Linked DNA regions of Sus scrofa: region 2 is linked to region 1. The links are chromatin contacts, called in public HiChIP or PLAC-seq maps. All regions are on one chromosome and are shown on one strand. The core of a region is the stretch at or near the end of the contact, and the rest is flanking DNA. Distances in the headings are between cores, read along the strand shown.

Evidence for each region. HiChIP or PLAC-seq counts read pairs in DNA pulled down with a chosen protein or histone mark.
Region 2: an H3K27ac HiChIP or PLAC-seq map of skeletal muscle shows a contact between it and region 1. The contact joins the enhancer-like site here to the promoter of DAAM1 in region 1. A contact is called at or near these places in 4 of 5 promoter capture datasets (fetal liver, fetal skeletal muscle, liver and 1 more), 5 of 47 Hi-C or Micro-C datasets (alveolar macrophages, brain, embryonic fibroblasts and 2 more) and 2 of 2 datasets of contacts at active chromatin or transcription factors (alveolar macrophages and skeletal muscle).

The regions. Positions count from the first base shown.
Region 1 is chr1:188,331,068-188,337,822 of Sscrofa11.1, forward strand. DAAM1 (disheveled-associated activator of morphogenesis 1) reads left to right here and starts at 4,268. Exons shown (of 25, transcript XM_021102694.1): 1 at 4,268-4,416.
Region 2 is chr1:188,483,799-188,490,553 of Sscrofa11.1, forward strand. It overlaps DAAM1 (disheveled-associated activator of morphogenesis 1), which reads left to right. Exons shown (of 25, transcript XM_021102694.1): 17 at 2,916-3,000. It overlaps LOC102167425 (a long non-coding RNA gene), which reads right to left. Exons shown (of 3, transcript XR_002347112.1): 3 at 3,007-6,755. Among named protein-coding and RNA genes, the nearest start is that of GPR135, 95 kb to the right of the region's middle. Within about 2 kb of position 3,998, at least 30 of the 83 cell types and tissues checked have an H3K27ac peak or open chromatin away from gene starts, as enhancers often do. A contact at or near this core is called in alveolar macrophages, embryonic fibroblasts, fetal skeletal muscle and 2 more, where this site is marked.

The DNA.
Region 1 (6,755 bases), core at 3,018-5,517:
CAAGGATAGGTCCCAAGAGATCCTGTCTGAGCCACATGATCTTGTAATCTTTGCCATAGACAAGTGGTTTGAAAACTTTCATGAATATCCGAATAAGCTTGAGGACTGGTTAAAACCCAGATTGTGGGACCCAGCCCTAAAGTTTTGTTTCCAGCAGGTCTGTGCGTGGGGCTCAAGCATTTGCATTTCTAACAAGTTTTCAGGTGATATTAATGCTGCTGATCTGGGGCCCATCCTTGAGGAATCACTGCTATAGATCATTAAGTCAGGGATAGTCACTCTGAGATAGTACAATCAGTTTCTTTTAGGAATTTGAAATTTGAAACAAAGACACACAGAGACTGGGCAATGCATTAGAGCAATGCTCTGGAGAGAAGGTCCAAAACCCACTACTGTTTAGGTTCCTAGAGCTGGTCTGACTCCTGCTCTTAGGTGGAGCCTTGGTTGTTGAATCTTTTGAAGAAATTTTAGCACTTTTATTATTTTGCATAAACTGACCATAGAAAGCTTCTGTTGCCTGCCCCAAAAGACCTTGAACTGACATGAGTATATTAGTTAAGTGTTCCACCGTGAAGACAAAACAACAACAACAACAAAAATTCTAAGTATTTAAAACAAATATAGTACAGGAACAGGTCACATGGATGATAGAAGGTCTGAGAAGACAAATATACAAGAGATTAGCAACAGCAGGAAGCTACCTCCACCCCTAGGCTGGAGGGACAAAGGGAGAAGATGGCATTCACAGAGGCCAAGGTGACCTGGAAGAAGCTGGAACCACGATGAACTAGTCCAACAGGGAAAATGTGGCTGACATACCCTGTGGAGGTGTAGAAATACCCTGGCTTCTGCCTTCCTCCTGCCTCCAGTCTCCTAGCTGTGACTCTCCAGCCCCAGAAGCTTGGGGGAGGTGATGTGGGAGACCAAGGACAGCCTGGGGCTGTGGAAGAACAAGATATGGATCTGAAATCCAGCCAAGGAGTAGCACTGTTTAATTTGGAGTTTTCATTTTGTTCAAAGAACATTTTGCCAACTTTCTAATTACTGAGGTAATGCATGCACACCGTATCATTTCTAATCATCTCTTAAGATTAAGATTTTTTAAAATTTCACTAGGTTTTTATCAACTTGTTCCATAATCAGGGCTGACATTTCTGAGGTAATCTTCAGAGGAGGGGGCTGCAAATAATAACAAGAACCAGCATTGGTATAATTACTTTCAATTTGAAAAGTGTTTTTATATGTCTCATCTAATTTAGTCCTCAATAACTTTGTGAAGTAGGTTTATTGTTAGCTCCATTTGAAAAAGAAGGAAACTGAAGCTTAGAGAGAATAACCAACATGGAACAAGCAGAGTGATATTGCTGGGAAGTGGGAAAAGGGCATGATCTCAAACCTGGCCTCAGCACACAACCTCAGTTGTTGCAAAACACCAAGCTATTGTGTGAAAACACATGCAAGGCTACAGACTTAAAAAGTTCTTTCTCTGTTGATATCTCATTTCCTCCCTTATCTAAAGCTCAACATCTAGACTAAAGCCTTGTAATCAGAACTGAGAGGTATTATTTTGAAAGATCAGCCAAATATCCCATGGTGCCTTTCCCCTTCCTCCACGTGTAGATGGTCAATTAAATCTATTTCCAGTGGTCCCATGGGCTCCTAATTAATAGGAAATGATTATGGGACTAGACAAGACCTTTCATCAGATCATTCTAGAACAGCAGCTGTCCTTTAAAAAGAAAAGAAAAAAGTAAAGAAATCCTTCGAAATTATAAGCCGAACAGTGTTTTCAATTGTTTATGAGACTATGTAGTCACGGAAAAAGAAATACACACACAATAAATGTCTGTGAATGTGTGTGTGTGTGTGTGTGTGTGTGTGTGTGTGTGTGTGAGAGAGAGAGAGAGAGAGAGAGAGAGAGAGAGAGAGAGAGAGAGAGAGGGAGAGAGGGAGGGAGAGAAGTGTGTTCCCTTCAGTCTCCATAGATGTTGTTAAGCTTCCTCTAGTCCCAGGACCACAGACTGCATTTCTGGTGCTGAAGAGCCATCTTTGTTTCTCCTGGTTACCAATGAAAATAGTGTGCAGGGATAAGCTCAAATCCATCGCACATAGCAAAATGCTTCCAAACGATGCCTATCTTTCAATATTTATTATCTATATTTATATCTATTTAGTAGGAAGAACAGCTTCACATGTGTACATCTGCTCATTTCTGTGCTTGTTATCTATTGTGTATGATGTCCTTTATATATGGACATGTAACATGGCACATCCCTATAATATTAATTGCTACAGAGAATGGAATTTTTTCTTTAGGCAGACTTCATCCTCTCCTTCATTACTGAAGACTCAAGAGAACTTGCTCTAAGGTGATTTATTCTATAAACTTACTCCTCAGAGTGTACCACAATAATATAATATACTTTTATCTGTAAGTCTAAATCCTGACTTATAAAGAATCTCCACATCCAATTGGACTCAATACATTTCAGGCGCACTGATTGTATTTCCCTCTAAAAGCTCTACAAAGTTACAGAACTGGAAGAGCTTTTAGATTCACCCCAGGTCAAGTTTCTTTCTGAATCTTTTCCCACAATGAACTGCAATGCATTAAGTCTACCCATTAGCTAGAATATCACTGATTGTACTCTTGATCTGTTGGCCAATGGAACATTTGTATTGTCTAGGTTCCACTTAAGACAATATTTGAAATGGATGGAATAGCTCAGAACAGGAGAGCAACATTCAAAGTTATCTTCCCTCAGTGGAGAAAAATGTGTCTGGGCTATAAGGAATTGGCTTGTTAAAAGAAAAAGCAGAATTCAGTAGTAAAATCCCTCTCAGCAAACAAAGCCTTTCCTTCTTTCCTGAGATCTTCAACTAGATCCATGAATATTTTTCTCTTGAACCCCAGTTATTGTTGCAGGATGATATGAGAAATAAGAAGACTTTCACCAACAATTAGGTGGAGAGTTGTTTGAAATCTTAATTGTGAACTTTCTTTTCATGAGAGGTAGTCTCTAGAGATTTTGCTTGTAGAAATAAGGGTGTGAGCTGATCCTTATATGTGATTACGACATCGAATGCCATTATAATTTACCTTTACAACTGGAATAACTAGACGTAAAGATTTTTTTTTTCATTTAGAAACACATCAAGAGATTTACCAGTGTTAATTTTTTATAATGTTTGATATTCATTGAATAATGAAAAGTTCCAAGGCAAATTTTTACATATTAAAAATAAAATTTTATTGAAGGTTCAGAATTCTGCTGCACATCTTATCTTTAAATAAACACTTAGGTGTATTAGTATCACAGCAGTTCTTGAACAGCATGATGTTGTTTCGCTTAGGTCATTAAAAAATTTGAAGAGAAAGGTATGCAAGTTGAGAGTGTTGTGTATTTAAAAGTACATGTATACGTATATTTATTTATTAAAACTTTAGGCAAGGATGTTGTCTTCCTGGGAGCCATGAGCGAGCGGGAAGTCTGCTGCAGGGAAGAACAAAAGCATGGCTGCGCGATAGTATTATCTCTGCAGCAGCAGCAGGCTCCCAGACGGAGGGTTGAGGCGACTATCTAGTCTGTTGCACAGCATTTTGATTAGCGACACCCTAGGTTATTCTGTCGGCTCAGGCGACTAAGCTGTTCCCAGAGATCTGGTTGGTCACCCTGACTCCGTTAAATGGGAGAAGGAAAGAGAAGACCGAGAGGTGATTTGTACCAAGTGGGGCACAGGGGCATTTCTGTCCTTCAGGGTCCGCGTCCGCCTTCCTCTGGGTCGTGGGGTAATTCCTCGACTGCGTTTAACCCAATTAATTAGTTGCTACGCCTAGGGGAGGCAGTGAAGGGCTTAATCTTCTCTTTTCGGCCGGGGCCAACGGAACCAGGTTGCTCAGAGCTGCGGGGCTAGTGCGCACTAGTCCCGGACCCCTCTGGTTCCTCGGAGCCCGCATGGGGCCGAGTGGAGGTCAAGTCAAAGAGCACGACCTAAGGATACCACTTCCCCTCCCACCCGCAACCCCTGCTCCCAACCCGCTGCGTCCTCAGCTCAGCTTCTGAACTACCCGGACTAACACTGCAAGGCTGGAGGGCGGGTCGGGGGGGGGCGGGTCGAGGCGGGGGCGGGGTTAGGGGCGTGGACGAAGAGGCCGGGAGTGTGTCGGGAAGTGTAGTTCCAAGAACCCTGGTATCGCACTTACCCGGGCTCTGCCTGTGGAACACGAACTACAACTCCCAGAAGCGACCCGGGAGTCCATGCGCAGTGGGCGCCACATTGTATCCTATCAGGCGAGGAGAGGGTGATGTCACCTGCGAGTTGGTAACCTACGAGCGGCTGTGAAGGAAACTGTTTAAGGGAGCCCATTGTACCCGAAGCTCAGAACCGCCTTTTCAGAATGCTGGGGCTGCTCAGGTAAGGGGGACGTGCCGCGTCGCTCGCTGCACTCATTCATTAAGTGGCACCGCGCGGTGGCGTGGGGTTGGGCTCGCTGTTTCGGGCCCGGCGCTGGGTTCGCGGCGCGCCCTCCCGTTGCCTCCCCGGAGCTCCCGGGCCAGTAGGTAAATATTAAACCCGTCCTTCAGGTTGGGTCTGGGTGGGAACAGGACCTAGACAGCTTCCAGCTGCCAAGCTCGGTTTGGGAAAATGGCTGCAAGCGCGGCACAAAGCAAAGCGAGACTGGAGAAAGGCGCCCCCGAGGACGCGGGTGCCTCCCTTCTTTCTTTCTGAGGCGCTCAGATGCCAAGAGAGCCGGCGGGGTACCACTCGCCGCCTTGCTGCTGACACCCTGGGGCTGGGGCGCTGGGGGTCGTGGCCCCAGCTGGGTGCTGTGGACATTGCTGCTGTCGGGAGCTGCTGCCCGGTGAGGCTCCGGGAGGGGAGAATCCCAAGGCAGGCTAGGTGGACTCAGAGGTGGCGACAGAGGAGGAGAGACTCATTTACTCATCCCAGCAGAACCCCTACCATCCCGGGCACCCTAATCTCAAGACTCATTCGAAAGGGATGAAGTGACTGTAATTTAGGTAAAGTTGGGAGCTAAATATCTCAAACGAGAGACTAGAGGGAAACCGCGTTGCGGAAAGAGCGAGGGGTGTTGTCGGACAGCGGCGAGGGGAGGCTGCGCAGCCTGCTGACTGGTTTCCAAGCGCCGCAGAGCACTCCCGCCTCGCATCCCTCTGGGTAGGGGGCATCTTGATGCCCGTTGCACTGATGGTTCCCTCGACAAATAACACCTGAGCTGGTACGAAGCGTCTGCCTGGAGCGCTGGGCTAGGAGGTGGAAAAGCGGTGCGGAGTGTGGAATAATCTAACGATAAGACTCGCAGTGGGGCAAGAGCGGTGGATAATCGGTTTTCCCAGCTGGTGGTGAAAATCCAAATGCTTGTGATCCTCTTGCTCTCCGACCGGGCACCTGAGCGAGGCCGGTGAAGTCCTCTGGATTTCCCTTTCCCAGCCCCCTTATTCTTTCCCTTACTCACTCATTCATCAAATCTTTGCTAAAGGCTCTGTTCTCAAGTTGCTCACAGCCTGTGGTTGGAGTGTTCTGTCTCTTGCTGCCATGAAATATTTCACTGGGCCCAGAAATAGAATACACTCCAATCCTGGTTCCCCATCTCCCACCCCCCCATCTCCACCTACGCAGGAAAGCGTCAAGAAAGAACGCCACGCGTGGCCGTTTTGCCCTCGTTGAACTGGTAGTTTCTTGAGGCTCGAGAAGGACCTAGTGAATTGAAGCGGAGTTTGCCTGCAAGACAAATCCCGTTGCCATGGCGACTCCTGCCGTCGGAATCTTAACTGCTCCCACTGCTGTTTCAATTCGATGTGGCTCTGCGGGCAGCTGGGAGGGCGTGGCCAGTGGGTGTGGTCAGATGCTCTTCCTGGGCCCAGCTGCTCTCTCCTAGTCACCGGTTTCTCAGCCCAGGGCTCTGAACATTCTCTTGTAAATAGCTTGGACAGAGTTTTTAGACCCCTTTCCCTCTCGCCTACATGTACTTGGTCTCTCCAACCCCCCTCCCCAGAAAAAAACTATTAAGAGCCCTTTTCCTAAGGCAAACTCAGAAAATTGCAGTCGAAAGATCTTTTCCCCCTTTCAGGCTACCTGCATTTTCCTAATAGTGTTGGAGGCAGCGTTCTCAAGGAGGGAATTCTCTGTTACACGTGAAAAGAGCTCCCTGGTCATTAATGAAGGCCCTCAGTTTGCCTTAGATGCAATTCACAGGAGGGTTTTAGGGACAAATAATAACTGACCTTGAGTTCTGGAAGTCACTGCCATCCCTTGTGGTTTTCATGAAATCTAAAAACCTGCCTAGAGGATGCAGGTCCTTGAGAGGTTTAGCATCTGGGAAGCCTGGGTCCTGCACAGGCTTTGTTCTTACTGGCTACCACAGTCTGTCTGGGAAGAGCCCTCTGCTTCTAGGGACCATGGTCTTGGTAATGGGAGAGGGGCACAGAAGTTTTCCTAAAGCTGATTTTAGGTCTAAAATCTTAACTCTAAGAAGGAGTTGTTCATTGTCTTATTTTTCTCAAAAAAATCTAAAGATGAGAATTTAAACCGAACTCCTTTTTTTTTTAACTTAATGAATTTTATTACATTTATAGTTGTACAGCAGTGATCACAACCCAGTTTTATAACATTTCCATCCCAGACTCCCAGCTCATCCCCCCACCGCCCAACCAGTTTCCTTTGGAAACCATAAGTTTTTCAAAGTCTGTGAGTCAGTATCTGTTCTGTAAAGAAGTTCATTGTATCTGTTT
Region 2 (6,755 bases), core at 2,748-5,247, 150 kb after region 1:
GCCTCTGGGGGTTGAGAAGCATAAATATATACAATTTCAAAGGCAAGAAGTTCTGCGCTCCATATGGGGAGCTAATGAAATGCAAATCTGATACTTCAAGTATTGTTCTCACTCTGATGTTCAACTCCTTTTCTCTTAAATGCAAAACAGAAGGACTCAGCAGAATGGCACCATAAAGCGGTTTCTTCAGCTTGGTGTGAAAAGGACACAGAACTAATTTTTTTTTAATAAGCAGAGCTTTTTTTGTGATGCCTCTAGACTCTTTCACAGCCAGCTGGTTTTCATTAGTGGCAGTTTCAACCTTCCCTGATGTACCCCCTCCTTGGCCTTGCAAAACCACGGTGTTTGCCTGTACTTGACTCAGGAGCCTCTGGTGTTCCAGAATCTAGGGCTCCCGGCCTGTATGATGGGGACCTTGATGCCAGGATACAGTTTTCCTCTCTTGTATGTTTCACCCGTACCAGCTTGGCTAAATTGGTCCCTTAAGTTTGTGGTTTCCCATCAGGATGTTCTAGTGGACATGTTCATGGGAATGATTGTCCTTAGAATCACTAAAACATTCTAGAGACACCTACCCAGGTACAGAGTCACTGTCCACAGCCCAGGAGTTGTGATGGCACTACAATTGGACTAGGCAATAGAACAGGTCTTATTTTAGAACACAGGCAATCTGGCATATTGCTAGGGGCTCTGTTTGGATTTGAAAGCATGAATGGAATGGTATTCACACCATGAGCTTCCCAGATTTGTTCCTTCACCCACCTATTTATTGACACATGAAACAGCATTCAGTTTCAGTGGCAGGATGGATGGTTTTAATAAGATCACATCAAATTCTGGAGAAAAAGGATAAGGCAGAGGTGTCCAGTGTTGGCTGGGCTTTGCCCAGTTCCACCCCCGGGTTCTCTCCTCCTTCGTGGGCTTTGTGGCCAGCCCTGCACTCACCCAGCCCTCTTGTTTATCCAGGAGAGCACAAGCGACCATGTGTGCTCCATGGGCCCTTGTGTGGAGTGTTTCAGCTTGTCATTTGATTCTCCCAAACATAACCACCTATAGACCTGATGGGTGCTATAGACAGAGAGGAAATTCTGGTGAAATAGTGAATATGAAAGCACTTGGGGAAGGTTCATGATAACCCTACTAAGCACTGTTTAATGGTCCCATAGCTGCATATGAATAGTGATGTTACATAAGCTGCTGCTTTTTTTTTTTTCTGATGTGGAAAAAGTCTGTGTAGAATATGCATATAGTTTATTGAGCCCTTTCTACGGCCAGACCTATGCCAAACACTTAGCATGCATTATTTCACTTTATACACACACAACTGCCCCTCCTTTTAAATATAGTTATTATCCTTTTTTTTTTTTTTTTTTTTTTTTTTTTTTTTTTTTTTTTTTTTTTTTGTCTTTTTGCCTTTTCTAGAGCCGCTCCCGTGGCATATGGAGGTTCCCAGGCTAGGGGTCCAATTGAGCTGTAGCTGCCAGCCACAGCCACAGCCACATCCACGCCAGATCTGAGCCGCGTCTGCGACCTACACCACAGTTCACAGCAACACCGGATCCTTAACCCACTGAGCAAGGCCGGAGATCGAACCCACAATCTCATGGTTCCTAGTCGGATTCGTTAACCACTGAGCCACGACGGGAACTCCCACGTAGTTGTTATTACCTCCTGTTTATAAATGAAAAAACAGAGGCTGCATAAAAATTTTTTTTCCAAGATCACATCGAAAGGAAATGTCAGAGCCAGGACGTGGGCACGGCTTGTCTGATGCCAAAGCCCCTTCCTTCAAATGTTACGCGTGAAGGCTCTATGCTTTTCTCTGTGTTTGTGTGTGTCTTTATCCCCAGTCCTATATATGATTCTTCTTGAAATTCATAAACTAGAAGAGTAGATCAAATAATGTTAAAATAACACATTAGTGGTAGCTGATAAGGAAGTAAGATTTTTAAAATAAATCAGAGTCTGATGCTTGCAAAATAGAATAAAAGAATGACCCTATTGTAACATCTAATAATCTGATTAAGATTTTTTTGCTGTGGTTAAGACTTTTGGTTGTCTAATAAAAACATACACTTACAAGTATGTTTTAATTTCATCTCTGTCACAGTCAACTCTTTGTTGTCCTGAAATAATCAACATAAATCTTTATTATAAATTAGTAAATCATATGAAGTAATGGTAGAACAAAAACCAGAAAAAAAAAATGTGTTTTTGCTCAAATCCTTCCCTAAGAGATACTACCTAGATAAGAAAAGGTAGATACTAACTAGATGAAGATTAGCAATTGAAAGTCCTGGGTTTGTGTTAGATTCTGCCACTTGTGTTTGACCTTGGGCAAATCACAGAGCCATTCTGAGCCTGAGCTTCTCCCTTAAAAAAAATCATCACAGTTTTTTTGAATCCCAAATGAAATCATGTATATGAAAACTCCTCAACCATACATTTTATTTTGTATTTTAACTATTCAAGTTTTAACAGTAACATCGATCCTACTAACCTTCTCAAAACTCATTTTCAATATGAAAGCAAACTTTAAACACTCCGGACATATATTCAAGTTAAGACTTCAGTTTTTCTCTTTTCCTGCAATTCATGGATACTATGTATTAAAGAAAATGGTAGAACATGGGTATTTTCCCTGTGTCTCATCTTCTAGTCCCTTGCTTAAGGAAACTAAATAGTAGAACATAACAGCTTTGTTCTGTGTGTCAGCAGAGCATTACAAAGCCCCGAAAGAATGTTAAAGCCGTTTCAGAAAACTATTTTTAGGTGCAACACTGCCAGGAAATAAGCTTTCCCTGAGAGATTTTGAGAAGAACAGCACTTGAAGATCAGCAGCTGGAGTAGCAAAACGAGTTATCTTGTATTAACTTTCTGATATTCAAAATTAACAACAAATATTCTTTCTCCAGGTTGAAACTATCCAATGATGAAATCAAACGGGCAATTCTCACCATGGATGAGCAGGAGGATCTGCCCAAGGACATGTTGGAACAGGTGAGCTGCCAGGCAACTCTCAGAGCACAGGTGACCCCAGACTCTCTGGAGGGGTATCCTGGGGAGACTTGGTTGTTGCCAGTAGACCATATCCTTGCCTCAGAATCAAGGAGGTTGAACCAAGGTTCCATGTGGCTCTGTTAGAAGACATTATGACTTGAGTCTCCTGTTTCTCAAAATGATGGGTGAGAAGGATGGTCCCGAGTTTATCAAATGCCTAGGACCCTCGGCGCCAGAATCTGTCTCTCCTGCTGCTGTCACACTTGTTATTCCTTAGCAGGTCTTATAATCTACTAGCTTTGAAGGAAAGCATCTATTTCACAGGATATCGAGACTCTCAGCCCTGTGAGATCACAGAGTGCATTGCATATACTGATTCAGTGCTTAAGCCATGACACAAGTATGTCTTGGTCTTGGCTCACCATTCTCACAACCACAAAAGCCACTGTGAAACCCTTAGCACTGTCATCTTCATCAAAACACTCTCAGGTGTCATAAGGTGGGGGGTAAACTGCTTGGGGCTGGTCTTATCTCTGTGAGTTGTATGAGAAGTGGCAGTCAATTCAAATGCCTTGCCTAGCAAGTATGGGATAGATTTATATGCAATTGGTATACATCCTTGTGCTTGGTATTTGAAGATAATTTGTATTTTTCATGGCCAGGCACCAACCAGTCAGATGTAGTGACCCAGCCTCTTGTCATTTCCATGATACACCCCATGCAGCCCCTCCCACTGTGTCCCGTGTTGTTCAGCAGCTTGGCTGAGTTCTCTCCCGAATGATACTGTTGGTGTTGCACCAGCAGGTAGCCCAGGAGTGTTAGTGATCTCTCACTCTGGGCCTAAGCTTTTCTGTGCTTTGTGGGGACAGTCTCCTAAGTCAGCTTTTCTGTGCTTTGTGGGGACAGTCTCCTAAGTCAATTCTGTCTGCTCAGAAGGCCTCAGTTGCAAGGCAATGGGGCGGGAGGGGATGACTTGTGCAGTGTCACCATAACTCAATGGACCCGCCCCTCCCTGACACCTCTGCCTCCACAGTCATCCTGGGTAAGAACCCTCACACTCAGCCCAGGAAAAACTCTTCCTGTGTCCTTGTATATGGTTTGATTTAGTTCCCAAAATAGGTAATGACTATGTCTCCAAGTCTGTTAGGATGCTCTGTGTATAAATAGCTTAAAAGTATTGCTAAACCTAAAATTCCTTTTTTTGAGCATTTTGCAGCTCCTCTGGCACTCCCCACTCCAGAATACCAGTCAAAACATTGTCTCCGCCCCCAGAGAGTGCAGGCCCTCTGCCCCTCCCCAGCTCCCAGGCAACCCTGCGCTCCACAAGCCTTCACAGGAGCTGCTTCCTCCAGAGTGAGGAACCGGGCAGAAAGCTGCTTTAGTCCCTAGCTTTTCAGCCTCTATCGACAAGGTCGTACGTTTAAAATTCCACATGATCTGTTTACTGTGAGATTGCATCCAGCAAAGTTTCTCCTTGAGGGGAAGGATTTCAAAATCTTGCCAAAAGGGCTTGTAGTACAAATAGAACATACTTCAAATAAATACAAGTAAGAAGATCAGTCTACTGAAGTAGTATCTGGCCAAGTGGGATACTTTTGACCTGGGCTCTCTGGATAGTTCTGCGTGTCTCAGTCTGCTGTCTCCCAAGCTCTTTTTTTTTTTCTTCCTTTTTCTACCCTCCTTCCCCTTTCTTTACTCCGCATTATGATCTGCATTTGAGCCACTTTCATCCCTTCCTCTCCAGCTGCTTTTAGCTGCTGAGTTCAGATCTCAGATGGGATCCATACACTCCTCTTTTTTTTTTTTTAAATGGCCTCACCCATGGCATATGGAAGTTCCTGGGCCGGAGATCAAACCTGAACCACTGCAGTTGGATTCTTAACCCACTGCACTACAGCGGGAACTCCCACACACTCTTCTTGGAAAGCATACCTTTCTCCTCATCCCCAGTGTTCCCCTGACTCTTCATTCCTCTCAAAGCTGCCTATACACCGTCTGTACTACTTGTTCTCGACTCTGCCTTGAGGAGGCCTGGGCCTTGCCCCCGTACTCTTGTAACGAGAAAGAGTTGGTGACTTGTTATCCCGAACAGGGGCCTGTGGGCTCCGGGGGGCAGCTCTGGGGGGTCCCATGAAACTAGAACTGAATTTCCTTGTCCAGGAAAGAAAGGATTGTTCCCAAGAAGGAAACAATCCAAATGGGAAAACAAGCTTTGTCCTCTCTTCCTCCTCCCTTGTCTCGCCTCCTGCTCTGAGGAAGAGTACGATGCTGCCTGTCCCGTCCAGTGTTTCCATCTGACGGGGCTTCGGCTCCGACCCTTCCTTTCTTTCTCCTTGGGGACCCCACCCAGTCAGAGGATCCTACCCCTCTCCCCTCAGTCTCCCACCTCGCCCTCTCTGTATGTCACATGTTCAAGTCCCAGCCCTTCATACATACACACTTCTTAAGGCTACACATCCCTCTCTGCCACTTTTTTTTTTTTTTTTTTTTTTGGTCTTTTTAGGGCAGTACATGCAGCATATGGAGGTTCCCAGGATAGGGGTCTAATGGAGCTGTAGCCGCTGGCCTATGCCTCAGCCACAGCAACACCGATCTGAGCCTTGTCTGTGACCTTCTCCATAGCTCATGGCAACACTGGATTTTAACCCCACCGAGCGAGGCCAGGGATCGAATCTGAGTCCTCATGGATACTAGTCGGGTTCGTTTCCACTGAGCCACAACAGGAACTCCCATTTTCTCCTTTTTGACACAGCAAGTTCTTGAAAAGCTTGTCTGCACTCACCCATTTGCTTTTCCTCACCTTGCTCTAGTCCTTCTTCTTCAAAGCTCTTCTCACTAAGGACACTCACTTTCCTGTTGACAGAGCCAGGGGACACTCTGCAGTCCCTTATCTTCCTCGACTTCTTGGTGGTGCATGACATCAATGCTCACTGGCCCCGTGATGAACCACCTTCTTCTCTTGGTGCTGTAACTCCATGTAGGCCCCTCCATTGCCTCCTGTGAAGGGTCCCCCTCTTGCTTGTCCTTGGCCCGTCAGTGCTGGCTTATCTCCAGCCCTGCCTTTTTTATCTTGATATTCCCCTGGCTGCCTTATATTCATGCATGTTATAACCCACACCAATGCTTTGTCTTCCAGATTTCTGTAGGATTTCAGACCCATTTGTCCACATGCCTACTAGAAATTACTACTTGGTTCTCTTGCCAATATTTCAAACACTAAATTCACTGTCTCCCCACCTACCCTACTCCAGCCTGCTCTTCCTAGGTTTGCTGTTACACTCTCCACATCGTTGCCTAAGCCAGAAGTCTGGACCTCATCTTTTTGACCCTTGTCCACCACAATTCACCCATCAACAAGTCAGGCCAGTTCTATTCAAACCCCGTAAATAGCTCTAGAATCTGCCCACTACCCATTTCAGGCCACCATCAGCTCTCACCTGGATTACTATATCAGCAAGCTAATTTGCAACCCAATACTTTTGATCCTTCCCAATTCTTTCTCTGTTCTGCAGGCAGAGTGATTTTTTTAAAGTGCAAATTCATCCCCTTACTTAAGTTACACACCGGTGCCCTCAAAGTAAAGACTGAACTTCTTAGAAGGCCCTTGCTACTCCCTGACCTGGCCCACTGCCACCCTCCCCCATTGCCATTAGAGCCTCTCTTCCTCCTGCCTAAATGCTTTGCTGCCTGTTCTGGACCCCAGCATGATATGCACTCTACCTGGAATATATTTCCAACCTCACACCATTGCCTTC